Linked DNA regions of Sus scrofa: region 1 is linked to region 2. Evidence: chromatin contacts called from public Hi-C data. All regions are on one chromosome and are shown on one strand. Each heading gives the region's core, a stretch centred on a gene start, on an enhancer-like site or on the middle of the called end of the contact. The rest is flanking DNA. Distances are from core to core; before and after follow the strand shown. Region 1 overlaps FOXP1 (forkhead box protein P1). Region 2 overlaps FOXP1 (forkhead box protein P1).

Region 1 (4,031 bases), core at 516-3,015, 320 kb after region 2:
CATAAAGTCGAAAAAGCTTAAGTCACATCATGGCAAAGAGCAGGCCAGCTGTACCTGAGCATGCACTAACACAATGCTCCCTGCCACATGGATTTGGCCAAGCTTTACAGGTTTTCTTCCCTGTCAAGGTTTTCGCGCCATCATTTTCCAAATGTAAACCCTGGAATATAATATGGACTAGACTTTTTCAAATGTCACATGCCCTCCTGTAGATTCTGATGGCCTCCTATGTTAGTTTGCTCAAGGTACCATAACTAAGAAACCTGGATTAGGTGGCTTAAACCACAGAATTTTATTTTCTCATTGTTCTAGAGTCTGGAAGCCAGAGTTCAAGGTTCCAGAGAGCTGTTTCCTCCGAGGTCTCCGTCCCTGGCTTCTGGCTGGCTGTCTTTACCCTGCGTCTTCCAACAGTCTGCTCCACATGCATGTCGGTGTCCTCATCGCCTCTTCCTTTTTTATTACTGACTTTTTTTCTTTTTTTGCTTTTTAGGGCCACATCTATGGCACATGGAAGTTTCCAGGCTAGGGGTCAAATCTAATTGGGACTGCAGCCAACAGCCTACACCACAGCCACAGTAACAAGGGATCCAAGCTCCGTCTCCAACCTACACCACAGCTCACGACAACGCTGGATCCTCGACCCACTGATTGAGGCCAGGGATCGAACCCGCATGCCCATGGACACCAGTCAGATCTGCCTCCACTGAGCCATGACAGGAACTCCCTTTCTTATTTATTTATTTATTTTTCATTGCCTCTTAAAGGACACTGATCATACTAAATTCGGCTACACTCTAATAATCTCATCTGAACTTAATTACCTCTTAAAAGACCCCGTCTACAAACGCAGTCACATTTTGAGGTTCTGGGGGGTTAGGAATTCAACATCGGAACTTTGGGGGGAAGGAACACAATTCAGTCCCTAACAGCTCCCCGTGTCCTGGAAGAACAAGAGTACACCTCAAGGTGAGTTGATCCTGGGACCTGGCAATCTGAGCAGACGCAGTTCCTGTGGATGACACAGACACACAGGCAAACCTCGGGGTTTGCCACAGTGTAATGGGCTCTCCCCACTCCACCCAGACCCCCGACCCACATCCAAATGCCAATGCCCTGCAAACGAAACACTTGCAAAAGCCATGGCCAAGCAGGTCAGCGTAGCCGGCTACTGCTCACATTTCCATCTGTGCAAAGACAGGAGGCAAAGTGTTCATTCCCGGTACGGACGCCCCAGTCTGGGCTCGTGAAATACATATAAATCACAGCTGACGGTCATTTGTAAAAATCAGTCCATACTTCATTAAAACTGGTTTTGAAAACACACACACAAAATGGAGTTTCTTACACCACAGCATATAATTTGCCAAGTGCAAATATCTAAGATACATGTGCTAAATTTAAAGAAACAACTATTATTAAACACTCCATTATGTAAGGCAGTGAAATATATTTGCGCTCTATACATCCGTTGTAATACTTCAACAGAGCCTCACGACGTTTGGCAGCTCTTTCCTTCGGTGATAATAAAAGGCTTTTCTTTCCATTAAATATCTAAATGAAGTCAAATAGTGTATGTTAAATAAGCCCATAAGTCCTTTTGTATGATGCAATGAAGTCTTGAAATGCTTATCTACTGAGCACGCTAACTTAAAGGCTGGCGGTTTATGTCCCCTACCGAGCCCCGGGACCCTGCTGGCTTGGCCAGACTGTGAAAATAAGCTTCAAATGACCCAACGCAACTGCAACTTTAAAAGTAGGAACCAGACCAGACACAACAAACCACAGAGTAGTCGCCTCACTTGTCATAATTCATGTGTGTGGAATTCAACTGTAAAAGCATTCAGAGTGCTAACTTTCCTCCATCGGGGCATTCCGAGTGGAATGTCAGATTGTGAAAAGCTGCTGATAAGCCTCTCCTGATGACAAGTCTACAAGTTGTAGCATTAATCAAAAAAATATCTAGCCCCACCCCAAGACAGCCTTGTCTGTGCCATCCAACCCTGAAACAAGGCAGGCAAGTGCTAATACATTTTTAAATGTCCAGGCTATAACGCTCCACACTCTACTACTGGCCCCGTGTTAACATCAAGCTCCTCTCCGGTTCTTTTTTTCCTCGAACATGCATTCCCCCATTAGTCTCCATTTTGATGGCCTACATAATGATCACTTACAGCAATCTTTTTTTGAAAAACAATTTCCTCATGGCTCAATGACTCAAAAATATAATTCTTACAGATTTTTAAAAGAGAAACTTGAATGGATAAATATATACATGTGTAGATTCCAAAGCCATGCACAGATATATAAATATAAAAGCCATGAAAATGTAATAATCCAATTAGCACATCTTTTTTGGAAACTAAATTGATCTTAACAAAACTGGCCTAAGCCTCAGGTAGGAATCACGGAAGATGCCAGCCATGATGATGATGATAACAACAGCTCCCATTATTTTGACGTTGACTCTGTGCCAAGGGCAGTGCCCAGCCCTTGACATGCACGTTTCTCATTTGGCTCCCCAAGGACAGTATTCTAATGTAGGACTCTATCTTTTTCAAAAAAGGAAACTGGCTCAGAGATGTTAAGTAACCACCCAAGGTCACAGAGCAATTAAGTGGAGCAACCAGGATTTGAATCTAGTTCAAATTGTGCTATATTGCCTCCCAGTGGTGCCTCAGAGACAGGATCCAGCACCTGGCTTAGAGCAGGGTCACACACCTGGCCCTAAATGTCCTCTTATCTTGGCTAGGCACAGGCAGAACAGCCCAGGCTCTGTCTCAGGAGAAAGTACAGGAGCAGGTGACCCCCTAGAGTAAGGAAGAAAGCCAAAAGCACTGGCTGCATCTTTCCCCTCCTGTAGGGACAGAGATGAAAAAAATCCCCAGCTGAAAATGAATCCTTTACCTTCCCCGACTATCACCTTACTGCTTTGTTACCAAAAGCATCACACGAATGTTCCTGAAGACTACTTTGTCCCTGTTGAGAAACACTCAAGGAATAAAATAATTAAAACTGAAAAGCAACAGTAATCTTCATTCTAGAACACCACCTAACTTTTCCTGGGTGATAAAAGATGGACAAGCAGATGCAAGCAGCAAAAACCCTGCACTACCCAATTTTCTGACTGCCTCTTCACACAGGAGCTGGTCACTGCTCACTGAAGCAGAAAGAGAACAGGACAGGGAGTCAGCCAACTCGGATTCCAGTTTCACTCTGCCCACAACCAAGTACCTACTCTTCTTCTAGAACGAAAGACATCTCCACCTCAGGTTTAGCTCAGGCTTTCTGAGATTCCGAGAGCTTCCTTCAAGGGAACACAGCTAGCACCTGGACACCGCAAAGTCCAAGAGCAGCCACTTAGCACCAAGGAAGCATCACCTTCAAGAGCCAAACTGAGCATCTCCTTCATGGGAAGCACATAAGATTAGCAGCGCACAGGAGAATCTCGGAGCAACCAGTAGGTCAGTTTCAGGATAACATGAAAATAATCAGCCTTGGCAACAGTTACCAGGCATTTCCAGCTCTCCCAGGCTCCGAGCCCAGCCCACATCTCTGTCCTCAACTCCAGACTTGGGTACCTACCTGCCTCCACAGCATGTTCTCTGATGTCTAGCCATCTCAGACTCAACATGCCTAGAACTCATCTTCCTTCTGAAACAGGCGTTAACACATATCCTTCCCCATCACAATGTATGGCCACTGCATCCTTCTCATCACTCAGGCCAATGATCTTTGGGTCCATCTTGACTCATAACCTTTCTCTCAAATCTTCCATTTATTCCATCAGGCAATCCTGTGGAACCTACCTTCAAAATAGGTCTAAAACCCAACCATTGCTCCCTGTCTGGACTAGAAACTTCCTGGTCAGGGCCACCATCATCCCTCCCCTGGATTCCTGCAGAAGCTAACAGGTCTCCCTGCTCCTTCCCTCATCCTGCCCCCACACCACCCCCACCCAATGCAGCACCAAGAGGGATCCTGTTTAATTTAAATGAAGTCAACACCTCCAAAGGCACCAGGATACTCCAGAA
Region 2 (4,029 bases), core at 1,518-4,017:
GGGTAAAAAAAGGTTGGCACCTCGAGGGTTAAAGCTATTTGAGGGGTTAAATACGCAATTACCTCTGACTAAAACCAGAGAGACATATAGATAAATAGCAGAAATGAAGTCCCCAGGTTCCCTTCAGAAGCCTTCATCACATTACTACCAGACAGAAACTCTTTAAGTACCATTTTCAGATGTTAAATCATTGTTCGCGCTGAACATATTCTTGCTACTCCTGGGGGAACAATATCTGAAGAGAGCGTGCTAACAAATGCAATCCTGTAAACAGGCATTTTTCCTCTTGTTGTGAGTACCTTTGTAGCCCCGCTCCCGGCTCTGTCATCCATGCCTGCGCTTGGCTTTGAAGTTAAAGTACTGAATGAACGGCATCATCTATTATCCAGGGTGTGCATGTAGATTATAAATAAGAAATAGAAGTGACTTTCAGTACACTGCTTTTGCATTACCAAGCTGCCTTCTCTCTTACCTCCTTCTGTCCTTCATACCTTGCAACCAACAACCTATTAGAAATCTGAATTTCGGGGTTTCTTTCAGAGGGAGATGCAGATGGGAAAATTTACGTGCCCAGGTGTGAGGAACTGTACCAACCCTGGCTGGGTCTGGGCCCCGGGCTCTGAGGCCAGCCTCTCTCCCTCCTAACCCTTATCTTACAGATGCCCTTCAGGACGAGTGTCTGGTGATAGGACCGGTTCTTCATTTACATTTTTCTGTTGACAAACAGAGTCTATGAATATTAATTATTCTGAAGTTTATTTGCAGAAAAGGCACTTTCTAATCCTTATCAATTATTTATTGAAAATCTCCCCCATCTAATAATCTCATTAACATTATTATACTAAGGCCAACAGCAAATATTCCTTTGATAAGTAACAACCCAACCCGTTATCCTTCCTGCCAAATCTCATGTAGCCTCTTCCTTTGCTTAATCAGGGATAACCCGGCTTTTGTTTCCAGGAAGCTCTAGGATAGTCCTCCATTTTTTTTAAAGAAAAGAAAATGTACATACAGTGCCTTTTATGTTAAATAAAAACTGGAAGTTTTTTAATACACTGTGCTAAAAGAAAAAAAAGGAGAAAAATCTAAACCTTGGAAAAATACGTAGGTGCCTGCTTTTTTCATTGCTATTGGGTATATGCTGAATTATTAAATGGAAATTCCAAGGTAGAGAAATCGCAAGGGACAAAAACTGCAGAGTCATGGACCGTGAGTGACCCCAGGGGAAAGGCATCACATTTGGAAACATGGGAGGCCTGCAAGAATGTAACACAAATGAAAAACACATCTCAATAATGACAACATCTTGTATTTGTATAATATTTCATTGCTTATGAAACATTTTCACCTGAAATACCTCCTTTGCTTCCCCTAATGCCCCTCTGACATGTACAAGACAGTTATTATTAACTTTTATCTTACAGATGAAGAAACCAAGACTAAGCAACTGCCTAAGGTCACAGAGCCACAAGGTGGCAGGACATGGACACTACTCCCTAAGTCTCGCACCCCAAATCGGTTGATTGGATCTGTCTTCAAAATGAGGGTCTCCTCTAACTTCCTTCTTCCTTTCTGATTCACTTACGGCTTTTTAAAGGATATCCTTGCTTGCAAGGCCACATTTTAAAGACCTGGAGGAGTTCCCTGGTGGCCTAGCAGTTAAGGATGTGGCATTGTCTACTACTGTGGCTCTGGTTACTGCTGTGGTGCAGGTTCAACTCCCTGGCCTGAGAACTTGTGCATGCTGTGGGTGTGGCCAAATAAATAAATAAATCAAGGTCTAGAGTGCCTACTGTGATTTGTTCACTACTGTACTTTCCAAAAGTCAGCAAAGAACCAAATATCTCAAGTAGAGCATGGTTTCTAATTTAATCAGAAATGAATGAGAGAAGAAACAGAGTGCAATTTTAGAAGCAAAAGGAACCTTTGAAAAGAACTCGTTTCCAGAGGCTCCAAGAGTTAGTGACTTGCTACAAATCAAGAGTGAATTATAGTAGCAAGACTCAAACCCAGTCTGGCTGCTACTCCCATCAATGTTCTTGGACCATATTTGCAGAGCCCTTGCATTTGCCAAACTTAAGAGGTCACTTCTTTTTTCCTTTTGATCAAGGCGTCATCTATTTTTTTTTTCTCCCACAGAAGGAGTTTCTCATCTATTGCCTAAGAACATGAGTCAATACCCCTAAAGATTCCCCAGAATTTAACATGGTTTGATAGGAATAACCAGCCAGGGGAGACATTTGAGCTCTTCTTCATTTCTCTCCCTTGGAATTTCCATTTAATAATTCAGCATATAACCAAGAGCGATGAGAAAAGACATCCCCTCTTCTCTTCACCCCCTCCTGACCAATTTGACCTCCTTTACAAAGTCTCTAGAATGAAAAGCATCCCAAAGAAAAAAAACCTTTGTTTTCTGGTTTGCCTTTGTTTCTCTTTTGCCCAACATAAAAAAAAAAAAAAAAAATGGCAGGGACAGAATGATTTTTTTTGTGCTACATATTAACTGTTATCCTATTAGTAAAACTATACACTCCACACATCAGACAAGGACCAAGCCTGATTCAAAGGCAGGATGTTACACATTCGAGGTAGGAAACCAAGAAAAGGCCAAAGGAGAGCAGGGATGTGGGTGATACTAGCCCACTTCTTGAAGACTGTGACTGTCTAGGAAGGAATCATAGAGGTTACCTCTGGTCAAGTCTGATAAGAGTGAGACGTGGAGATCAGGGCTGAAGTCATCTTACAAGGGGTTGCTGGCAAATTCTGGGAAGTCTTAGCTTCTTTCCCAATAGCATTCAAGAAAATGTGGGCTTGCAGGAACCAGAATAACCACAGTGAATGAGGCTTTAAGGAATGGGAATTGGGAAACAAACTGTGGCAGGAAGGATGGAGCTGGGAAGTTTTTTTTTTTTTTTTTTTTTTTTAAAGAAAGTGAAAAAATAAAAAGTTATCCATCCTAGACCACAGTGTGACTAGCACAGGAATTTCATCACCGACTACATCAAAACAATTTCCTAGAGCTACCATCAGTTCATCTGCTAGGATAGGGGTCAGCAAACTACTGCCTGAGGGTCAAATGCAGCCCTCAGCCTGTTTCTGTAAATAAAGTTTTATTAGAACACAGCAATGCCCATGTACTGTCTATGGCTATTTTCACAAAGAACTTTTGTGACAGAGACAGAATACCCTATAAAGCCCCAAAAGTTTACTGTTTAAAGTAACTTTTAAAAAGTTTGCTGATCCCTGCTCTAATAAAATTATGGTGAAGAAAAATACCCATCTCCCAATAATCAATAACACATTTTACAATAGATGAACATATACACCTCCCTACACCACCCCCCCGCCCCCCACGCAACACAGATAAATCCTAAACATTGAACTTAGTTCTTAATGGTGCTGGTTACCACAAGAATGAACTTTTCAATTTTATCCATCCTGACAGATCGTACAAGGGCCCCCATCCTAGCCCAGAAGACTATTTCTAAACGTCAAGGGCGTCCATGCAAAAGTTAATCAAAAGACAAAGCCTTTATTTTGTCTGAGCTTAGTTTCTTTATCCATAAAATGTGAAGCTGGATCATCTAAGGAATTTTAAAAATTCTATAACTCCACAGAGAAAAAGAATAGATGCAATTACACACATCTATATATTGGGGGGAAGGAGCGGGGCGAGGCGGGGGAGAGAATTGACGACACAGTACAACCAAGTGGGAACAGATGAATGTGTGTAAAAGGGACAAAATGAAGTAGTTTTATCATTCCCACAAGAGGTATGAAGGAGCTCAGCACCTGGAGCTGGGGTAGAAGGAATGTCCAACATAAACATGATAGAAAATTGTTAGGAGAGACCAAGGTTCTATGAAAGCTTCTGGAGAAGGCTTGAGGCTGCGAGAAGCCTGGAAGAAGGGGACTGACTGTGGACTTTGAAAGGAGCTAGAGATGCCAGCCTATGAGCCACCCAGAGAAGTGTTTTTTTTTTTTTCAGCTCCTCATACTTGGAACTGAAATAGCCTGGTTTTCTTCTCC

What was found. A called contact is a pair of places that touch in the nucleus more often than the background predicts.
Region 1: a contact with region 2 is called in a Hi-C map of embryonic fibroblasts, with 2.9 times the contacts expected there. The contact joins two enhancer-like sites. A contact is called at or near these places in 2 of 47 Hi-C or Micro-C datasets (embryonic fibroblasts and fibroblasts) and 1 of 2 datasets of contacts at active chromatin or transcription factors (skeletal muscle).

What each region holds. Positions count from the first base shown.
Region 1 is chr13:52,893,011-52,897,041 of Sscrofa11.1, forward strand. The region is part of intron 2 of FOXP1 (forkhead box protein P1); the gene reads right to left. Among named protein-coding and RNA genes, the nearest start is that of FOXP1, 79 kb to the right of the region's middle. Within about 2 kb of position 1,766, at least 8 of the 83 cell types and tissues checked have an H3K27ac peak or open chromatin away from gene starts, as enhancers often do. A contact at or near this core is called in embryonic fibroblasts, where this site is marked.
Region 2 is chr13:52,567,169-52,571,197 of Sscrofa11.1, forward strand. All of the region lies in intron 6 of FOXP1 (forkhead box protein P1), which reads right to left. Among named protein-coding and RNA genes, the nearest start is that of FOXP1, 410 kb to the right of the region's middle. Within about 2 kb of position 2,768, at least 5 of the 83 cell types and tissues checked have an H3K27ac peak or open chromatin away from gene starts, as enhancers often do. A contact at or near this core is called in embryonic fibroblasts, where this site is marked.